Regions from separate parts of the Mus musculus genome. Here regions 2 and 3 are each linked to region 1. Evidence: chromatin contacts called from public HiChIP or PLAC-seq data. All regions are on one chromosome and are shown on one strand. The core of a region is the stretch at or near the end of the contact, and the rest is flanking DNA. Distances in the headings are between cores, read along the strand shown.

Evidence for each region. HiChIP or PLAC-seq counts read pairs in DNA pulled down with a chosen protein or histone mark.
Region 2: a contact with region 1 is called in an H3K4me3 HiChIP or PLAC-seq map of embryonic stem cells, with 15 read pairs. The contact joins the enhancer-like site here to the promoter of Wdr1 in region 1. A contact is called at or near these places in 1 of 39 promoter capture datasets (cranial neural crest), 6 of 484 Hi-C or Micro-C datasets (cerebellum and embryonic stem cells), 5 of 115 datasets of contacts at active chromatin or transcription factors (all in embryonic stem cells) and 1 of 9 other capture datasets (pancreatic islet).
Region 3: a contact with region 1 is called in an H3K4me3 HiChIP or PLAC-seq map of the 230-238 cell line, with 21 read pairs. The contact joins the promoter of Drd5 here to the promoter of Wdr1 in region 1. A contact is called at or near these places in 17 of 39 promoter capture datasets (the 3T3-L1 cell line, the C10 cell line, the HPC-7 cell line and 12 more), 3 of 15 datasets of contacts at CTCF or cohesin (the G1E-ER4 cell line, embryonic stem cells and large pre-B cells), 14 of 484 Hi-C or Micro-C datasets (the AML12 cell line, CD4 T cells, CD8 T cells and 10 more), 42 of 115 datasets of contacts at active chromatin or transcription factors (the 230-238 cell line, the HPC-7 cell line, the SCID.adh cell line and 27 more) and 4 of 9 other capture datasets (adipose tissue, embryonic stem cells, liver and 1 more).

What each region holds. Positions count from the first base shown.
Region 1 is chr5:38,560,290-38,562,989 of GRCm38.p6, reverse strand. Wdr1 (WD repeat domain 1) reads left to right here and starts at 1,291. Exons shown (of 15, transcript NM_011715.3): 1 at 1,291-1,474; 2 at 1,789-1,910. The coding sequence starts at 1,459.
Region 2 is chr5:38,751,652-38,754,351 of GRCm38.p6, reverse strand. Clnk (cytokine-dependent hematopoietic cell linker) reads left to right here. Exons shown (of 19, transcript NM_013748.3): 9 at 1,560-1,585; 10 at 2,506-2,525. Among named protein-coding and RNA genes, the nearest start is that of Gm22779, 53 kb to the right of the region's middle. Within about 2 kb of position 1,416, at least 5 of the 459 cell types and tissues checked have an H3K27ac peak or open chromatin away from gene starts, as enhancers often do. A contact at or near this core is called in embryonic stem cells, where this site is marked.
Region 3 is chr5:38,318,158-38,320,860 of GRCm38.p6, reverse strand. It overlaps Drd5 (dopamine receptor D5), which reads right to left and starts at 1,352. Exons shown (of 1, transcript NM_013503.3): 1 at 1-1,352. The coding sequence starts at 1,195. Gm26560 (a long non-coding RNA gene) reads left to right here. Exons shown (of 8, transcript XR_868375.3): 6 at 1,919-1,979; 7 at 2,354-2,593.

The sequences.
Region 1 (2,700 bases), core at 42-2,541:
CCCCCCCAAACCAACTCCAAATGTTCATGGCTGGCCTCTACTCTGTCTTTCTGTCTCTACTATCCCCTCAACTCTCCTCCCCATGTCCTAAATAAGCTATTTCCATATTATACTGTTCTGTGGCTGGTACCTCAGGGGGAGGGGATGCCTCAGTTCAGGATGGGCCCTCAGAGGCACCCCTTTCCCCCACAACATACTGCACCTCCACCAAACATATCCCTGGCTTCTTTTTCTTTTCTTTTCTTTTTTTATATAAAACATAACAGGTGGGATCCCTAGACAAGCAATCCTGGCAAACAAAAGGTCACAGAGGGCAGGGGGTAACATTCATAGAACCTTAAAAATACTAGTCTATCAGCACAAGAGACTAGGTACTAAGGAAAACAGACTTTTCAAAAAATACTGAGGTTCCCACACAGGACCTACCGAGTACACTTAAACTCTTCTCTACGAAACCTGGGCACTCCTATAGGCTATAAATTCATTTAACTGCTAACTAGATGGCAGTTAAGATTAAGATAAGCTAGAGGAGAATCAGGTGGGTGTCCAGGTGAACCAGGAGAGTGGGGTGGGACTGGTCCGCAGGGTAATTAACAAACCTGGCTCCAAAGCAGAAATGGACTTTTTCATTTGCTGCAAATTCCTAAGAGCTCTCCTTTGAAAGCCCACTTTCCGGGTTTCCAACTAGGGCTTCAGAACTTTTCAATCAAGTAACCAGAGGACTTCATCTTGCCCTAATCAAAACCTGCGAGACTCAGAAAATTCCAGGTTTTGCTTTCTTTCCCTCTCCATGAAAAGAATTCCACCCTCACGCCCTCCCCAGAGCGTGTTAGGAAACAACCCCTGCCATCCTTAAGAATTACAGTTCTTTATTCTTGGCTTCTTTGCTACTAGGAAGTTTCATGCAGGAGGGAGAGGGAGTGAGACGGGGAAGTTCCTAAACATACCCAGTGAAAGGCAAACAAACAAAACCCCATACGCCCAGTGGCTTCAAGTCTTTTGCAAGCCGGGGCGCCAAGCTGGCGTTGGAAAGCTCGAGAAAGATCTGCTCCACAAGAAGGCTCCCGGTGCAAAGGCAGACAGCCCAAGAAAAAAAACCCTCCCGCCCCGCACCTACAACCCTCCGCGCCGCCTTTTCACGGGTCGCGTCACGTCACTTCCGGGGCGGGCCCGCAAGCGGGGCGGGGCGGTGTCCGCGCAGGCTCGTGGGGCTGCAGCCTCCGAGCCGAGCGCTTGACTATATATGGTCAAAGCTGGGGGCGAGCCGCGCCGGGGCCGCGCTTCCGGGTTGGGTTGTCCGCAGCGGTAGCGCGCGGGGCAGGCGCGTACGGGTCTCGGAGCCGGGTCTCGGACCGCCCCCTCCGCGCCCGGCACGCCCGGCGCCGCCTTCCGCGCTGTCCCTGGGCTCGGCCACTGCGAGGTTCCACTCGAGCGCAGCGCCGTAACAAGTGGGCGAGGATGCCGTACGAGATCAGTGAGTGCGTGGGCCTCCGCGCGCGGCCGCCGGCTTCTGGGGTCGGGTGCAGGCGGGAGGGCGCGGCCGGGGTCTTGCACGGCCGCGGGGGTGCGGGCCGGGGACCCCGGAGTGGGCGTTGTGGACTGGGCCGGCCGAGCTGCGGGAGGGACCCCGGGGCCTGACCGCCGCCGCCCGGGAAGTCCGCCGGTCGTGCCCGCAGGCGGCAACAGGTGACCGGCTCGGGACCCCCAGCGCTGACTGACTGCAACTCCCTGGGTCCCGCGAGGCCGGGATTGCCCCTCATGCACCGTGCCGGGTTTGTATCTCCCCAGAGAAGGTGTTCGCCAGCCTCCCCCAGGTGGAGCGGGGCGTCTCTAAGATCCTCGGTGGAGACCCCAAGGGCGATCATTTCCTCTACACCAATGGCAAGTGCGTCATCCTAAGAAACATCGATGTGAGTACTCTTGTGCCCGGCGGGGCCTGCTTCCGTCCCTACCCTGCGAGCTACCTTCAGAGTCGGGAAATTCTTGCCCTTCCGCCCCCTCACCTCCCAGTCAGTTGGCCTGGGGAGAGGGGAGCCACGCCCCTTCTGCCCAGGAGCCACACCTTGGAGGCTCAGTGGACTGGACTGGACTGGTGGTGGTGTCATCCACCTCTACCCCCACAGCCCCGTAGACTGGCAAACTAAGACTTGGGTCTCTTCAGTCCTTAGAGCCAAGGGCTTTGAGTCTGCTGCTGCTTGATCATGGGGTGGCTGTTGATTGGCCCTTCCTGAGCCCAGTTTCCGCATTGGGGAAATGGAGATAGGGAAATGATCCTCCACTTCCCCTGGCTGCCTTGGCTGGCTGAATGAGCTGGTCAGCTGTCCTAATGCTGTCTGTACCTGGCATAAATGGAGCACTTGGTAAATGGCCCTTGTGCTTAATCATCCTAATACCCTGGGCTTCCTGGTATGCTAGAGCCCAGGCCTACACACCCTGTCCTCTGAATGCCAACTGTTACAGACTTGAGTCTCTGAGAGGAAACAGGAACTAGTGAATTCCTCTGGATGGTTCTCTGAAAATGACCTGCTGTCCCCAGAGCAGCAGCTTTTTGGGAGGCCCTTGCAAATTCATGTTTTTTTCCTCTGGTTGTTGAAATGAGTCAGTCTGCTGGGCCTCCTCTCCATTTCCAGGATGTGGCTCAAATCTTGTCTCTCCCGTGCTCAGGCCTGAGGAATGGTGTAGGGTAGAAGCTGAAGGCTG
Region 2 (2,700 bases), core at 167-2,666, 190 kb before region 1:
GCATGACACTGCAACATAGCAAGCTACCCTGTACCACAAGCAGCCCGAGGCCACGCGCTGGACACCTGTGGTTTGTTGCTGTTGTTCATAGAATTACTACTAAAATTTTACGAGAGTGGCAAGAATACTAAACAATGCCTGAGAAAGCCCAGAATTCTAATAGAGACACAGAATAGACACACGTGGCATCAGGAAGGTCTACCATGCTTACTATGAAAGCTTCCTAGAATGAGGAAGGATGCTTTAAGTATGAGCTCCCCATCTAAAGTGACATCACAAGGTGCAGGGCAGTGCCTGCTGTTGGCAAGAACTCATGCTGGCATAGTCATCTGGGCATAGTGTTTCAGTATACAGTATAGTATTTCCTCTAAAACGTAAAATCAGATCCTGCAACCCAAGAATACAACCTGTCGTATCCATCCAAGGCATTGTTAGGATCTTGAAGAGCCATGTCCACTCCATCTCCCTACAGCATTATCCATAAAGCAAACCATGGAAGCAATCTGTCTGTCCTGCCTGGGTAAAAAGACAGTATACATCTATACAATGGAGTTTTACTCAGTCCCACAAGGGAGGGAAGCCTACCATTTGTGACTACATATATGGGTCTGGAGACAATACACTGGGTGAGACAAAGACACAGACAGATGCAATGCTGCACGCAGTCACATAGATAAACGTGAAACTGCATAGCTCATAGTAGCAGGAAGTGCAAGGTGGTTTCCAAGAGTAAGGATGAGGGATAGTGAGAGGGTGATGTTCGTGGGTCCTTAAGAGTCACACCACTCACAGTGATCTGCTTCTGTTTCTCTAGCTTGTGGAATGTTTAATTTCCCCGCATCTTAAATGCTTCATTCTGATAGGGTGGGTGGGAATGCAATAGATCCCTACACTAAAGGGTTCAGCATCATGCCTGGCAACTGATCAGATCCCAATAAGTATCATTAAGAGTGCCGTCAATCTTACTGAATATAGGAGTGGTTTCTATAGAAGCATATGTAAGCATTGAAAGGAAAAGAATTGGCTCACAACCCCCAAGACCAAGTTCTCAGCACTTAGGACATTTATTTGGCCCAAAGGGACAGAGGCCAGGGAATAAGAGACAAAGACAGAAAAAAAGAGGATAAGAAAGAAGCAGAAGGAAACAAGCAAGAGGGAGGAGGGGTATTTGTCACTGGGAGACAGAGGACAGAGAGGAGGCAAATGTGGCACATAGAAAAATAACAGTTTATAAAGGTAAAATGGCAAACACTGTTATGATGTGTTTAATTTTAATTGGGCATGTTAACTGGGTGAGCCAGAGGGGGCTCTGATAGCTAGACCTTGGTAGTCCGCCTCAGGAGGAGGAAGTGAACAGGGAAGGGAAAGCACCCTGGTGGCTAGCTTTAGGAATGTAATCTAATGGGTTTTAGCAAGACAAAGGGAAAGGAGAGAAGGGCAAGACCTGCCAGAGACCAGCTCTCCACCGCGCTTGAGCTGTCCAGAGTCCTTTCCAGAGTATTTGATGACATTTTCCAGTTTTCCACCGGGCTCATGGTCTTCTCTGTCTTATGTTTTAGGATTCAAATACACAAAAATAAACAAGGTAAGTGAAAAATATTAAAATGTACTTGTTACTCTTCAAAGGCGCAGACATACAGACACAGCAAGATGCAGCTTAAATGTCACTGGGAAACCGTGTTCTGGGATTTCAATCATTTTTTCCTTTTCATTGGTAAATCAAAACATTCTGGGGTTGGGGATTTAGCTCAGTGGTAGAGTGCTTGCCTGGCAAGCATAAGTCCTCGCTCCTTCGTCCTCCGTCCTCTGGTCCTAAACAAAAGAATAAGAGGAGGAGGGGAGGAGGAGAAGAAGAAGAAGGAAGAGGAGGAGGAAGAGGAGGAGGAGGGAGAAGAGAAAAGAGAGAAGGGAGAAGGGAGGGGGGAGAGGGGGAAGAAGGAAGTGGGAAGTGGGAAGAAGGAAGGGGGAAGAAGGAAAGGGGAAGAAGGAAGTGGGAAGAAGGAAGGGGGAAGAAAGAAAAGGAGAAAGAAGGGGGAAGAAAGATAAGAAGGGGGAAGAAGAAGGGGGAAGAAAGAAGGGAGAATTTGGGGGAAGAAAGAAGGGAGAAGAAGAAGAAGAAGAAGAAGAAGAAGAAGAAGAAGAAGAAGAAGAAGAAGAAGAAGAGGAGGAGGAGGAGGAGGAGGAGGAGGAGGAGGAGGAGGAGGAGGAGGAGGAGGAGGAGGAGAGGGGAGGGGAAGGGAGGGGAGGGGAGGGGGAGGGGAGGGGAGGGAAGGGGAGGGGAGGGGAGAAGAGAGGAGGAGGAGGGAGGGCAGAGGAGGGGAGGGGAGGGGAGGGGAGAACAGAGGAGGGGAGGGGAGGGGAGGGGAGGGGAGGGGAGGGGAGGGGAGGGGAGGGGAGGGGAGGGGAGGGGAGGGGAGGGGAGGGGAGGGGGAGGAGGAAAATTTTAATCAGTGGTCCTGCCCAAAAAATAGTGAATTTAACTCCTGGTTCTGTTTCCTTTCACAGACTCCTTTGCCACCTCCTCGGTAAGACATTAAAAATCACATTTGTGGGACTGGAGCAATGGTTCAGAGATTAAGAGCACTAGCTACTCTTTCAGAGGAACCAGGTTTGATCCCCAGCACCCACATGGTAGCTCAGTCCCAGGGGCTCTGAGGCCTCCACAGACACAGCACACACGTGACACACTGACAACACACA
Region 3 (2,703 bases), core at 103-2,602, 240 kb after region 1:
TGTGGAAGACCGTGTCTTGGTTGTAGGAAATAAGTTCATTACTGATGTTTACCGTCTGCACGGGGGTCCGGAAGCAGAGGTGGCTGCACCCCAGCAGCTGGGCGAACACCTTCCGGAAGTCTGCATTAAAGGCATAGATGATGGGGTTGAGAGAGGAGTTGGCCCAGCCAAACCAGACGAATATGTCGAAGGTGGTCTCGCTGACACAAGGGAAGCCAGTCCTTGGGCCCTGGGCATCTCCACTGCTGCAGAAGGGAACCATACAGTTCAGGATGAAGAAAGGCAACCAGCAGCACACGAAGACCCCCATGATCACGGACAGGGTTTTGAAGACCTTGGTCTCCTTCTTGATGGATGCTCGCAGGCTGGGGTCAGGTTCGCAGGCCCCACGGCTCCGGCAACTCTGAGCATGCTCAGCTGCCCTTTCTAGGGAGGAGATACGGCGGATCTGAACCTGTGCAATGCGGTAGATGCGCGTGTAGGTCACTATCATGATGGCTACCGGGATATAGAAGCTGATGAGCGACGAGGAGATGGCGTAGGTTCGGTTCAGGCTGGAGTCACAGTTCTCTGTTCTCCCGTCTAGCTCCCAACCTTCCTCCCAGGGTGTCTCATTGGACAGCAGGCCCTCTCGGCCCTGGGAGCCTGCCTTGTCTCTGTGCCAATTGAGTTGGACCGGGATAAAGGAGATGAGGATGGACAAGGTCCAGGCCAGGGCCACCATGACCAGGGCTACACGCTGGGTCATCTTGCGCTCGTAGCGGAAGGGTCTGGAAATAGCCCAGTACCGGTCCACGCTGATGATACACAGATTCAGGATGGAAGCAGTGGAGCACATGATGTCAAAGGCCACCCAGATGTCGCAGAATGCCCCAAAGGGCCAGTACCCGGCCACCTCAGCCACGGCCTTCCAAGGCATGACCAGCAATGCCACGAAGAGGTCTGAGACGGCCAGAGATACGATGAAGATGTTGGTCATTTTGGCGCGCAGGTGGCGGCTGCGGACGATAGCAGCACACACTAGGACGTTGCCGAGCAAGGTCCAGACGATTAAGAGAGTCAGGAGGCCAGCGGTGACCACCTGCGCGGGTCCCAGTGGGGCTGCTGAGCCCCCGGGGGCGTCCACCTGCGCCAGTTGCCTCTGCAACCCCAGCCGCGCCCGATGTGCGGTGCCATTGCGCCCAGGAGGCAGCATGTCGCGCTGGGTAGCTCGGGCTCACTGCGTGCGATCCCAACTTCGCCCCTGCGCCCCGCGGAAGGCCCCATCGGGCACCCCAGAGGGTGCTCCCGGCCCTGCAGCTGACCGTCCCCAGACCCGAGGGGCGCTCACCCTGCACTGCTTGGGATCCTTTAATGGTATCAGTCTTGCGCGCCTCTAGTCCCCAGGATGGGACAGGAAGCGACCGGTGCTCGCGGGCCGATCCTGTCGGCAGCGCGCCGGACGGCGGCTGCCGCTGCGTCTGGTTCTGAGTCGTAGAAACGCAGAGCGGCCGCCAACGGGGGCGGGGTCCAGAGTCGCGGGCACCGGGCGATCTCTCTAGCGCGGTGGCTGCCACGGCACGGGCGCCCGCCCGCTCCTATCAGCCACGCTTCTGCGGCCCGCGCGCCCTCCCACCTGCGTCCTGGAATTGTGACTCTGCTGTCTTCTTCCAACTTTAGAGGCCACACACAGATCCGAGAGTGGCCTCGGTGCCATACCCTCGCCCCAAGCCCAGGAACTGGCTTCTCCCAAACACCAGGTGCCTCTCCTGGACCACCTCTGGGTGAAGAAGTGGATCGCAGAGGCCTCTAGACAAACCAGACTTGGAGAATAAGGGGAAGGCCTTCGATGTCACAACCTTATCCCAAACCCCTATTCTGGGTCACAGGACCCTGAATTCTCTACTCAGCTTTTCTGGTTCTTGGTTTCTTCTCCTAGAAAGAGAGACAAAAAGGTCCCCTTCCTGGGTGCGCAAGGATTTGAGAGAATCACCCAGAAGGTAATCCGGTGAGAGTATCCCCTAATCCCACCTCCTCCCCTCACGCCTGAGACTCAGGCCTCCTCAAGATCACCCCTCCTTTCTCTCCTTTCCTAATTTCAGACGTTCTCAATTTACTGAAGGGGCAGGGAGGGGGTGGAGGGGGCTGATGATTCAGTGTGTTTCACAGAAACTTAAAACTGTAAGAACCCAACCTGGAGAGGGAAAGTGGGGGCGGGGGAGGACTGTGGGGAAAGAGTGGAGAGAGAGCAGTGTTCCCAGGCCTTAGCACTTCTCTCACACACAAGTCTCGAGATGTTCCTCTCTCCCTGGTGGTGTTGAGCTCAGATGAAGTGAAAGCAAGCACCTGACGGTTGGTTGCTCTTCCCCTGCAGGTGTTGCCTCCTGTTCCCGCTGCTTGCCCTCCTCCCAGAAGCACTTGCGCTTTGAGCATCTCCCTGGGGCCCTTGCATCTGAACCTCCAATACCTTTGCATCTTTCACCTTGCTCCCATCTTTCTGCTGGGGGAGACGGACAGACCACCTGTCCGCGTGCCAGAGCGCGAACTGGACAGTCATCCTTCACTCGTGCCTCTCCTCTCTGTGGCTGGTGGCCTTGTCTCTGGTTTCATTAAGGTATCACCATCCCAGCCTCAGAGGCACTGACCTGCCCTGGTCACAAGCCCACCCTCCACTCAACCACAAGCAGAGTTCTCATTCTGCTTTTTGGTTGGATAGATTCTAGC